Linked DNA regions of Mus musculus: all the other regions are linked to region 3. The links are chromatin contacts, called in public HiChIP or PLAC-seq and promoter capture Hi-C maps. All regions are on one chromosome and are shown on one strand. Each heading gives the region's core, a stretch centred on a gene start, on an enhancer-like site or on the middle of the called end of the contact. The rest is flanking DNA. Distances are from core to core; before and after follow the strand shown.

Region 1 (3,423 bases), core at 670-3,169, 250 kb before region 3:
TGAGGAAAATGTAAATTCAGATTGTGAAATAAATTGGATGTTTAAATTTTCCTGAAGTGATAATTTTCATATAGTTATATAAATATGCACTTACACAATTTCTTTATAATACCTATGTAATACTTTGTTCTCTATCAAAAAGATTAAAATATTGGCATATAATCTAACATAAATTATTAAAAGGTAAACATTTTTTCCTTTCAAGAGAAAGTGTTTTCTTCTGAGAGAAATATTAAAGAAAAGTTTCAGCAAGTGAAATAAAGCCAAATTTTGAGAGATTAAAAAATTAGATAAGAGCCGGTCGTGGTGGCGCACTCGGGAGGCAGAGGCAGGCGGATTTCTGAGTTCGAGGCCAGCCTGGTCTACAGAGTGACTTCCAGGACAGCCAGGGCTACACAGAGAAACCCTGTTTCGAAAAACCAACCAACCAAACAAACAAAATTAGATAAAAATGCTTATTTCTAAGGATTATAAGGATTATTACAAAATTTTTAAGATTAACCTTCATGGCTTCTGGATACTGCAGGGGTTGAATTTAATGTTATAACAATGTCCTCCTGCAGAGGGTCTGGTTCGATTGCCAGTACCTACAGTACCTACAACCATCTGGGACTTCAGCTCCAGGGGAAAGAATGCCCCCTTCTTGCCTCTGTGGGCACCAGGTACAAATTGGCATGTAGATATGTATGTAGACTAAGCACCCATAAACATATAATAATGTAAAAATTAAAAGTATACCAATAAAACCCTTTATAGTGTTTGGTTACACACAGCTTTTGACACATTGAAATGTTAAATTTGCTTATTTTATTCTGTTGTAAAACAAATATATGTCAACTTTTTAAATTGCCAGAACTTAAGTATTTAACAGAGAGTATGTAGTAATTTTAGGAGTTTATCTTATTGTATGTCTTCATATTAGTGAATAAAAGTAACTTTAAAAAAAAAAAAAACCAACAAACTTTGAAAGCCAGACCTGGTGTACATACCTTCGATCCCAGCACTCGGGAGGCACAAACAGTTCTCTGTGAGTTTGAGGCCAGCCTGGTCTACAAAGCTAGTCTAGGACAGCCAGGGCTCTGTTACACAGAGAAACCCCATCTTGAACAACCACGAGAAAAGTGTTGCTTTGTAATTGTGTGTGTAGTATTGAGGTGGGTGTGGGTGGGCGCTGGGGACACAGGTGGAGGGCAGAGGACAGGCTGTGGAGTTGGTACTCCTTCTGCCTTTCTGTGGGTTCTGCACACGGAACTCAAGTCATTAGGTTTGCCTAGCAAGCGAGTTAGCCAATTAGCCATCCCGCTGGCCCTAAAGTAACTCTTAAAAGTCATGCTTTAAATACTTTAAATTATTTTGTATAATAAAAAGTTCCTAAATCATTTCACAGTTATCTTTTTCATTGACTTTTATGCTGACAGTACTTTATATCTTCATTGGGTTTGTTAACAGAGGGTTGGTTTTAAGAAGTCAGATGGTATATGTAATTATACAAAGTTACAGTTGTCTTTATTAACTATATTAGTCTTTTTGCTGTGTCCAAATATCTGACAAGAAACAAAGTTAGTGAGGAAGGAGTATGGTTGAAGAAGGGATGTAGTCCATCACTGGGGGAAGCATGGCAGCATCCTCAGTCAGGAAGCGAAGGACTGCAAGGAAGGCCAGGCTACTGAAAGAAAGATGAAATTTCAAGACCTGTAAGTCATATCAACTACTCAGAAATTGCTGGTTGTTTGTGAGCTAGAGGCTGCCTGGGGCTGAGAATAAAGAAAAACAAACCCGGGTATGCCCCGTAGTTAAAACATTCCTGGGAACATCTTGACCATAAGATAAAGAAAAATGCAAGGACACAAGCAGGGCTATCTTGTCTGAGTCAATCCCATCTGGCTGGAACCTCCCCTCTGTCTTTGGCCCCTTGACACAGGGTAAAGTCATACATCAACTGGTTGCTATGTGAACAAAGATAAGCACCCAGCCCACAGGAACAAAGTCCTGATGCCCTTTCTCTGACGTGTAATCTTTCTGTTGTTTGAATGAGCGAATCCCATACCTTTGTTGAAATTCCTCGCACCCCTAACCCTTATTCTTTCATAAAAACCCCTAGTTTTCGAGCCTCGTGGCCAACATCCGTTATCTCCTGTGTGGGATACATGTCGGTCCGGAGCTCCGTCATTAAACTGCCTCATGTGATTACAGCAAGATAGATTCTCATGTTTCTTTGGGTGCTCTCTCCCGAGATTAGAGTGGGGGTCCCTGAAAGGGGGTCTTACACTACAAAACCTTCAGATGCCCCAGTGGGAGGGAAGCCCACCTCCTAATGGTTCCACAGCCTTCATCACACAGTGCTACCAGCGGGAACAAAGTGTGCAGACACATAAGCCTATGGGAGACATTGCACCATCAACTGCAGCATTAAATACATTGAGGTTTTAAATATCTGTTTCCACTTTAACTACAAAGAAGTTGAGAGTAGAACCAAAGAATGTAATTTTTTTTCTCCCCTCCCCCCCTTAGCAGTTGAAGGCATGCAGTGAAGAGCAGGAGGACAAAGAGTGCTTGAATCAGGCTATAACTGCCCTCATGAACCTCCAAGGCAGCATGGACCGCATTTACAAGCAGCACTCCCCCAGACGCCGGCCTGGGTAAGTCTGGACCGTGCTTCTTCACCGTGTGTGATAGCCTCTGTTCCAGGTGGGATTTACAATGACACCACGGTCTTGAAAATTATGCTTATGCTTTTGTGACCTGTGTTAGTCAGGAAATCACCAAACTACCATTGTTACATTGATAGGATATAGCTTACAAATTTAAATATATATTTACTGAAATTTTATGTAATTTTCTGCAGTGTGGAATTTTTTAATAATTTTAGTTCTTATGGCTCAAGGAATAAAATATTCAGCTGTAATATTTACTTTGGTAGTAGTAAAATCGAGTTAGCTGCTATTGAGGGGCAGGGCTAGAAGAAAATAATTGTTAGAAATATAGTTTAATATTTCATTATTTAAGCTTTTGAATGCTGAGTATTCAAACCCAGGGCTTTTTACATGCTAAGTATGGACTCAGTCATTGAAGTATACCCCTCAACTCAGCTTAATACTTTGGTTATTTGATTTGGGATTACATAATCATTATCACTGAATAAGCCAAAAGTTACCTTGCTTTTTAACATTTTCTTTTTCTTTTAGGGATCCAGTTTGCCTTTTTTACAATCGTCAATTAAGAAGCAAACACCTGGCTATCAAAAAAATGAATGAAATTCAGAAAAACATAGATGGGTGGGAAGGCAAAGATATCGGACAGTGTTGTAATGAGTTCATAATGGAGGGGCCACTGACCAGAATTGGTGCTAAACACGAAAGGCATATCTTTCTCTTTGATGGCTTAATGATCAGCTGTAAACCCAATCATGGCCAGACCCGGCTT
Region 2 (3,435 bases), core at 775-3,274, 130 kb after region 3:
TTCAGGAGTAAAATAAGATTTAAAGCATTCAGACATTTCCTTTTTGGTCCCAAAGAATTCTATACTGATCTATTTCATGTATGGAGTTAAAGAGGAGCCATACAGAGCTGAGACACAGTGAGGTACTAGAAGATTACTGTTATTTTTGACACAATGTCTTGTGCTACCCTGGAACTCATTACAGAACAGCAAATGCCCTCCAGCTTCTCCTGCTTCCCCTGCTTCTGCCTCCCAACATCAGGGCTTACAGGTTGCTGCTGGACAACCTGCCTTGCAAAGTTATTATTTTAATCTTTTCCATTTAATTTACACCAGTGTCAACACAATCCAATAGAAACACAGCAGATCAAGTTTGGTAAGTCGGTGTCTTCAAGTGGCAGAACTTAAAAACACTAAAAAACTGTACGTGCTTCAAAAACTAATACTAGTGTTTCATAAACAAAACAAAAACAAAAAAAACAAAAACGAATTCAAAGCCAGGCCAGGAGATAACCACGAGTAACTGGAAACCAGAGGATGAGACGCTCAGGGCCAGCCTATGGTACTTGAGATCTGTGGGTTTGTCTGGTTGGTTGGTTGGGTTTTGTTTCTGGATGGGAGAGCTAGCTGTAGCTCATGCTCCTGTTTGTTTCAACACCTGAGAGGCACAAACAGGATGCTTATCCTGAATCCGAGCCTGACCTGGGCTACACATGAAATTCCAGGCCAGGCAGTGTGAGCTGCAGTCTGAGATCCTGTCTCAAATAATTAACAAAGCAAAATAAAGCTCCAGAATGCAGCCCCCAGTGTCACATGACCACTGAAGGGTCAATGCCTTTCTTTATAAAATGAAGATGTGGGGCACGAGAGATGGCTCTGTAGTTAAAAGCACTGGTTGCTCTTGCAGAGGACCTGGGTTAGATTCCCAGCACAATCTGTAATGCCAGCTCCTAACACCCTCTTCTGACCTCCATGGATACAGGATGCATATATATATACACACACATACATATATACATACACACACATGTATATATGCAAAACATTCATGTACATAAAATAAATTTTAAAAATTAACATTACAGATTAGACCCTAGTCGATAATCCCATATGATTAGGACATACCAGATATAGTTGGCACACAAAAAACCAATTTTTCTTTTTTTCTTTTTTACTTATACTGCACTAAATTAGGAATAAGCACACAAAACAACAAAACCCACTCGGACCTGATAATTCTTAACACACACAGTATGCACTTTATTTCGTTGTGTTACAGGTCTGTCATTTAAGGGCACTGAGGAGGTCAGAAGATGTTATCTTCTATTTGCAGAAGAGATTCCGTAGGGCTTATTTTCTAATCTGTAAACAAACGGGGTGGGCAGGTACACCTGAATTATTTTTCCAACTCGATAATCCTTGTTATCATCCTACGATCATAGAAACAAAACAAACACACATTCCAACCGCCATGGCAATACGAATTTTCAGCCACAAAACTCTGTGGTGGAGTGTTGCGAATACGAATCTATTTTGAGACTCCAGAGGTACTTAATTAGCAAAGAAATGCCACTAAAAATAGCTGATAAATTTAACTGCTTGGTGACTTCCGTATTTTGAGTAGCACGGTGGCAATGATACCAAACAACGCGGCACGACGTTCTGGGGTCCTCTCCAGTCCTGAGCCACGGAGGCTGGAGGGGTCACGCACCCCGAAACCCCGTTTTGTGGCTTTGGGAGCGGGAGCGATGTGGGCAGCACGGCAGGCGGCTCGCCTGGGAGCCTGTGGGAGTGCTGCGTCGCCGGCCGTCATCCCCCTGCCTCCGCTCCCGCGCCGCCCCAGCGCCCGCCCCTTCCCCTTACCACGTAGCCCCCCCACACGTAGAGGAAGTGTCCGTCCACCACTGCGCAGTGGCCGCTGCGCTCCTCGGCCACGCAGAACGCCTGCGGGTCCGCCATCCGCCCTCCGGGGCCCAGCCAGCTCGGCGCCCGCTCGCACGCGCGAACGGAACGCGAGGAGGGTCCAGATTGGCGGAGGCGGAACCGAGGAACCTGCGCGTCTGCGCGGCCACCGCCCCGGACCGGGGCCTGGCCGCTCCCGGGAGCACCGGGCGCTGCGAAGACACTGCAAACCTCTCCCTGAAGCCTCTCTGCAGCCACTGTCTGGGCTTCTTAGGGCTCTATTAATCAAGAATGGTTTCTCATGAACTTACTTTATGTATGTGAGTGTTCTGCTTGTATGTATGTATGTATGTATGTATGTATGTATGTATGTATGTATGGTGTACATCCTGGACCTGGAATTATGGGCAATTGTGAAATGTGGCTGCTGGGAATCAAACCTGGGTCCACTGCAAGAACAAATGCTCTTAACCTCTGAGCCATCTCTCCAGCTCCATGGTGTTCATTTGGAAAGTGAGCTTTCTTTTTCTTCTTCTTCTCACAACTGTACAAAGTATTGGGTTTATGAACCCCAACTGGGCCAGCTTATTGACCTGAGCATCCTCCTGGCTGTGTGTGTGTGAGAGAGATCATTTTTTAACACGAGCAGTGCTCCAATGCCAGTTCTGCTTCAGCCTCGGTAATACATGGTTTCAAGACGCATATGAGGTTTTTTTGCTTTTGTAGGGCCTGGGTGTCCCTGGTTTTCTTCACGTGTACTTCCGTGCTAATCGCTGTAGAAGGTGTTGGTACCTGAGGCACTGAGTGTTCTATTATTTCTTCGTGGTGATATTATGTGGGAACACAGGCACAATTCCCCTTTTCTAAACACGAAAGGAAACATTATTGTCTTGCATCTTTCATTTCCCACTTGTATACATTTTCTCTGGGGAGAGGAGCGAACCTCAAGTCTTCCTTGAAGAACCAATGATTTTAATTACAGTTACATGAGCATAGCTATTCCACTGAATAAAATGTCTCTGCCTAGCAACTGTTAACTGCCTACAAAAGCTGGGGGTGGGAGCTTGAAACACCCCCCCCCCTTCCTTGCAACTGTTAACTGCCTTTAAAACCACGGAGGGCAGGGAGCCCCTCCCCCAACCCTAAATCGCGGTGATAATTCTACAACCCACCACCTCTTGCCATCTGCCCCTCCACCTTCCACGATGGTCCCTGAGGCTTGGGTAGGATGCCCCTCTAGGGCTGGACATTCAATAGCACTTTTAACCAGTTGTCTCTACAGTAACGACTGCCCATTTAAAAACAGAAACCTCATTGACCAAAGATGACAACTACACTAGTGGACGGGTATAAAGACAACTATTTAGAAGGCAATTTGACAGACACATAGAACTTAGCAAAAGAGCAGCAGCTTTCAAAAATCTATGGTCTTCCCCCAGCCATGGGCTTTTGACCGGGTTTACAGAACACGGCACCAATTCCCCTCTTGTGGAACGATCCACAAATCCAGTCAGAAAATAATTGGCTGTACCCATAATAGTTTCTTCCCCAGTG
Region 3 (3,631 bases), core at 390-2,889:
TTTGATTAAGCAATAATTTTCAGTTTACTAGATGAAACAGACTTGGAACATAGTCTGCATGAATGCAAAATAAGCCATCTACAGCAAGTGATAAGAACCTGGGCAAAAAGGAAAAAAAGCATACATGGGGGGGAAGATTCTCTCGAAATAAAAAAATCAAACCATTATTATAAAGGACTTTACCAAGAGTTGCTATTACCCCACCCCGTTTGCTGGAAGTCACAAGGCATCTAGCACTGTATTCGTGTCAAATGTCAGATCAGAGCATCCTAACGCAAAGCCAAGAGGGAAAAAAAAAAAAAAAAGGAAACAAAGAAAACCCCCAACCCCACTAAACTGTAGAACAGTAACTCCAGAGTTCAGATTCAAAAAGAGAGTGGCAATTCAAAGAGGTGATGGAGGTGGCGATAATCCTAGGAATGGGTTTTGGATTTCTCTCCTTCCGGGGGCTGGGTGGAGGACGCTCATTAGGATTTGTAGTTAGAGGTTAACCATGTGAGCCCCTCATAGAGTCCGTCCCCGGAGGTGGCACAGGAGGGCTGCACATACCAGTTCCTGTCCCGAATCCGGGTCAGGCCCAGTTTCTCCTGGATCTCATGGGGTTTCATGGCATCGGGCAGGTCCTGCTTGTTGGCGAAGATGAGGATGATGGCGTCCCTCATCTCCCGGTCATTGATAATGCGGTGCAGCTCCTGGCGGGCCTCGTCGATGCGGTCGCGGTCGGCGCAGTCTACCACGAAGATCAGACCCTGGGTCCCGGTGTAGTAATGCCGCCAGAGCGGCCGGATCTTGTCCTGGCCGCCCACATCCCACACGTTGAACTTGACGTTTTTGTAAGTCACCGTCTCCACGTTGAAGCCCACCGTGGGGATGGTGGTCACCGATTGGCCCAGCTTCAACTTGTACAGGATCGTTGTCTTGCCGGCTGCGTCCAGGCCCAGCATGAGGATCCGCATTTCCTTGTTCCCGAAGATCTTGGATAGCACCTTCCCCATCGCGTCGGAAGAGCCGGGGCCGGGGGCATTCAGGTGTCCCGGGTCCCCTCAAGCCTACAACGCCGCCGCGAGCCCGAAACGTCGCCGCCCCGCTGCGAGGACGCCCTGCGGCCTGCGCGAAGCTGCCGGCTAGGGGAGCAGGGGCCCGGCCTGCGCTCACTCGGGCATCGCCCGCCGCCGGGGCCCTGCGTCTGCGCCGGGAGAGCCGCCGCCCTGCTCAAGCGAGGCGAGGCGAGGCGCGGCCGGCCCGGAACTGCCCTTCCCCCCCGCAGGCGCCGCGCGAACGAGCGAGCGAGCAAGCGCCGCCGACAGCTCCTCCGCCGCCTCGGCACGCGCCGGCTCCAACTGCGGCCGGCCTGCCGGCCTGCGAGCACCGGACTCGGCACCGACCCCGGTCACCACCCCGACGACGAGCGCGGCTCGGCGCCCGGTCAGGTCATGGATCCTCGCGGGAACTCGCGGGTGCTCGCCTGCAGGGACACAGAGAGGGAGAAGGGAGTTACCGCCGGGCCTCCGAGGGGGCGCCCAGACCGACGCGGCCCGCCTTTCGGGCTCGGCCCTTGAGGTTACCTCCAGCCGCCGCCCCGAGCGCGGGTTCCCTCCGGCCTCCACCTCCTCCTCCTAGCTCTGCTGCCGCCGCCGCCGCTGCCGGAAAAGGCGCCGAGGAAACCGCCTCACTTCCCCTCCCAACTGCGCACGCGCGCCTCGGCCCGACCGTTCGGAAGAGCGCGACCTCTGAAAGGAGAGTGGCCCGCGCTCTCGACGTCACGAGCGCCACGCGCCGGGGGGCGGGGCTACGGCGGCTCCCGGGGCTCAACGCCGGCGCCTCGCGGAACCTGCTGGCGTGGGGCTGGCCGTGTGCCCACCTGTCGCTCTACCCGGGGTCTCCGCGGGTCTCCTTCTCCGCCACTCGAAGGCGGGGCACGGATCCACCGAGGGCGGGCTTCGTCGGCCCTTAGGACCGGCGCCCCAGCCACGCTTCCCAGGCTCGCTCCCGGACCCCCTGCGCGAAGCCCCTCCCGCTCTCCCCAGCCTTCCTTCAGTTTCCTGGAAGACACGTGGGAGGCCAGTGTTCCATAGAATCCGCCAAAGTAGCCCGCACTTTTTGTACTCGAGTTGGGTCTGCCCCTAAGCCCTGCCTTTGAAAGTTTAAACTCGTTCTTTATAAGTCTGGTCTGAACCGCCCGCATTTCTTAAGAAACAGACTATCAGGGCCGACGAGATGACTGTGGGTAAAGCCTGCCACCGAGAGGGCGGACCCGCCTTCGTTCCCCAGGAAGGAGAGAACCAACTCCCTTGAATTGACTTCTGCTCTCCACGTACTATAAGGAAACTCTTTGGGTTTTGTTCTTATTTTCAAATACTTTTTTTCATTTAGTGTGCGTACGCACGGAGAGAGGTCAGAGGACAACCAAAGTCAGTTCTCCCCTTTCTTCATGTGGGTCCCAGGTATCAAGTCAAGCTTGGCGCCCGACGCTTTTACCTACTAAGCCATCTTGCTGGACCAGGAAACCTTTTTGTATTAAACGGATAGTGTTAAGGTTAAAGTAAGGTGAAATTTTTAATAAAAATAAACACGGGGAGAAAACTTAAGTTCAAGGAAGTTGCTACAACAGCATATGATAATATACTGTTTTTATTTTATAATTAAAAAAAAAAAAAAAGGAAGTCATCTGGTACAGCTCACACCTGTACCAGAAGTGATGAGACTGAGGCAGAGAGGGTCGCTGTAATTCTAGGTCAGTCTAGGCTAGAGAGTGTGCCACTCTATTTAACAAGTACTGGCCTCACAGTCGCTCAGGGTTATCTGAAATTATTCTCCAGCCTCCACCTCCCAGGACAGGGGTGACCCAATGGAGCAACAGGTATTTGAAACCACAGCAGGCTTTTTACTTGACTGAAGATTCGAACTCTGGAACTTACTGCTTACAAAGCAAGTGCTTTTTAATGCACCAAGCCATCTTCCCAGCCCCAATAATAAATGATTAAAGAATAATTATAGTACAAAACAAATAGCAATAGTCAGAAACTAGTCGCCAATAGTAAGAATTAAACTCTCTATGCCATGCTTTAAAAAAAATAGGTCAGTTTGGGGCTGGTTGATACTGCTCAGTGATTAAAGCACTTGTCACCCACCCTGACTTGGAGGACACCAAGCAAAATGTAATTTAAAGACATTCAAGGTGGTGTATGCCTTTAACCCCCGCACTGGAGAGACAGAGATTGATGAATATCTCTGAGATTGAGGCCAACCTGGTGTACATATTGAGCTCCAGGCCAAGTCAAGGTTACAAAGTGAGGTCCTAGCTCAAAAAAAAAAAAAGGTAAATTTTAAAATATTCCAAACACTTCCAAATAGTAATAATTTAGGCAACTATTAAACCATACCACAGATGAAACATCTTATTTTCTTGACCCCTTCTAGAGAATAATTTTTATTTGATGTTTCTATTATATTAATTGTACATAATCATTTTGCCCTCAAATGTGTATATAATGTTTTTCAGTTATTCTCCCCCTCTGTCACCTTCCCTTGCTCCCTTTCACTGACTTCCTTTTTAGTAGCCCCTTCTACTTTCATGCCTTTTTTTTTTTCTTTTACATTTTTGAGACACAGTGATTTCCTTAGTGTTGTT

What was found. HiChIP or PLAC-seq counts read pairs in DNA pulled down with a chosen protein or histone mark. Capture Hi-C pulls out chosen DNA fragments and counts their contacts.
Region 1: an H3K27ac HiChIP or PLAC-seq map of extraembryonic endoderm stem cells shows a contact between it and region 3. The contact joins the enhancer-like site here to the promoter of Arf6 in region 3. A contact is called at or near these places in 2 of 39 promoter capture datasets (hippocampal neurons and pre-B cells), 1 of 484 Hi-C or Micro-C datasets (bone marrow-derived macrophages), 18 of 115 datasets of contacts at active chromatin or transcription factors (the HPC-7 cell line, the SCID.adh cell line, bone marrow-derived macrophages and 12 more) and 3 of 9 other capture datasets (adipose tissue, liver and pancreatic islet).
Region 2: a promoter capture Hi-C map of adipose tissue shows a contact between it and region 3. The contact joins the promoter of Klhdc1 here to the promoter of Arf6 in region 3. A contact is called at or near these places in 3 of 39 promoter capture datasets (embryonic stem cells, maxillary cranial neural crest and stem cell-derived epiblast-like cells), 5 of 115 datasets of contacts at active chromatin or transcription factors (effector CD8 T cells, embryonic stem cells, memory CD8 T cells and 1 more) and 3 of 9 other capture datasets (adipose tissue, liver and pancreatic islet).

What each region holds. Positions count from the first base shown.
Region 1 is chr12:69,617,272-69,620,694 of GRCm38.p6, reverse strand. Sos2 (SOS Ras/Rho guanine nucleotide exchange factor 2) reads left to right here. Exons shown (of 23, transcript NM_001135559.1): 9 at 2,515-2,639; 10 at 3,186-3,423. Among named protein-coding and RNA genes, the nearest start is that of Gm31679, 6.3 kb to the left of the region's middle. Within about 2 kb of position 1,919, at least 11 of the 459 cell types and tissues checked have an H3K27ac peak or open chromatin away from gene starts, as enhancers often do. A contact at or near this core is called in extraembryonic endoderm stem cells, where this site is marked.
Region 2 is chr12:69,240,421-69,243,855 of GRCm38.p6, reverse strand. It overlaps Klhdc1 (kelch domain containing 1), which reads right to left and starts at 2,024. Exons shown (of 13, transcript NM_178253.5): 1 at 1,843-2,024. The coding sequence starts at 1,938.
Region 3 is chr12:69,370,158-69,373,788 of GRCm38.p6, reverse strand. Arf6 (ADP-ribosylation factor 6) reads right to left here and starts at 1,639. Exons shown (of 2, transcript NM_007481.3): 1 at 1,566-1,639; 2 at 1-1,465. The coding sequence starts at 995. The coding sequence ends at 468.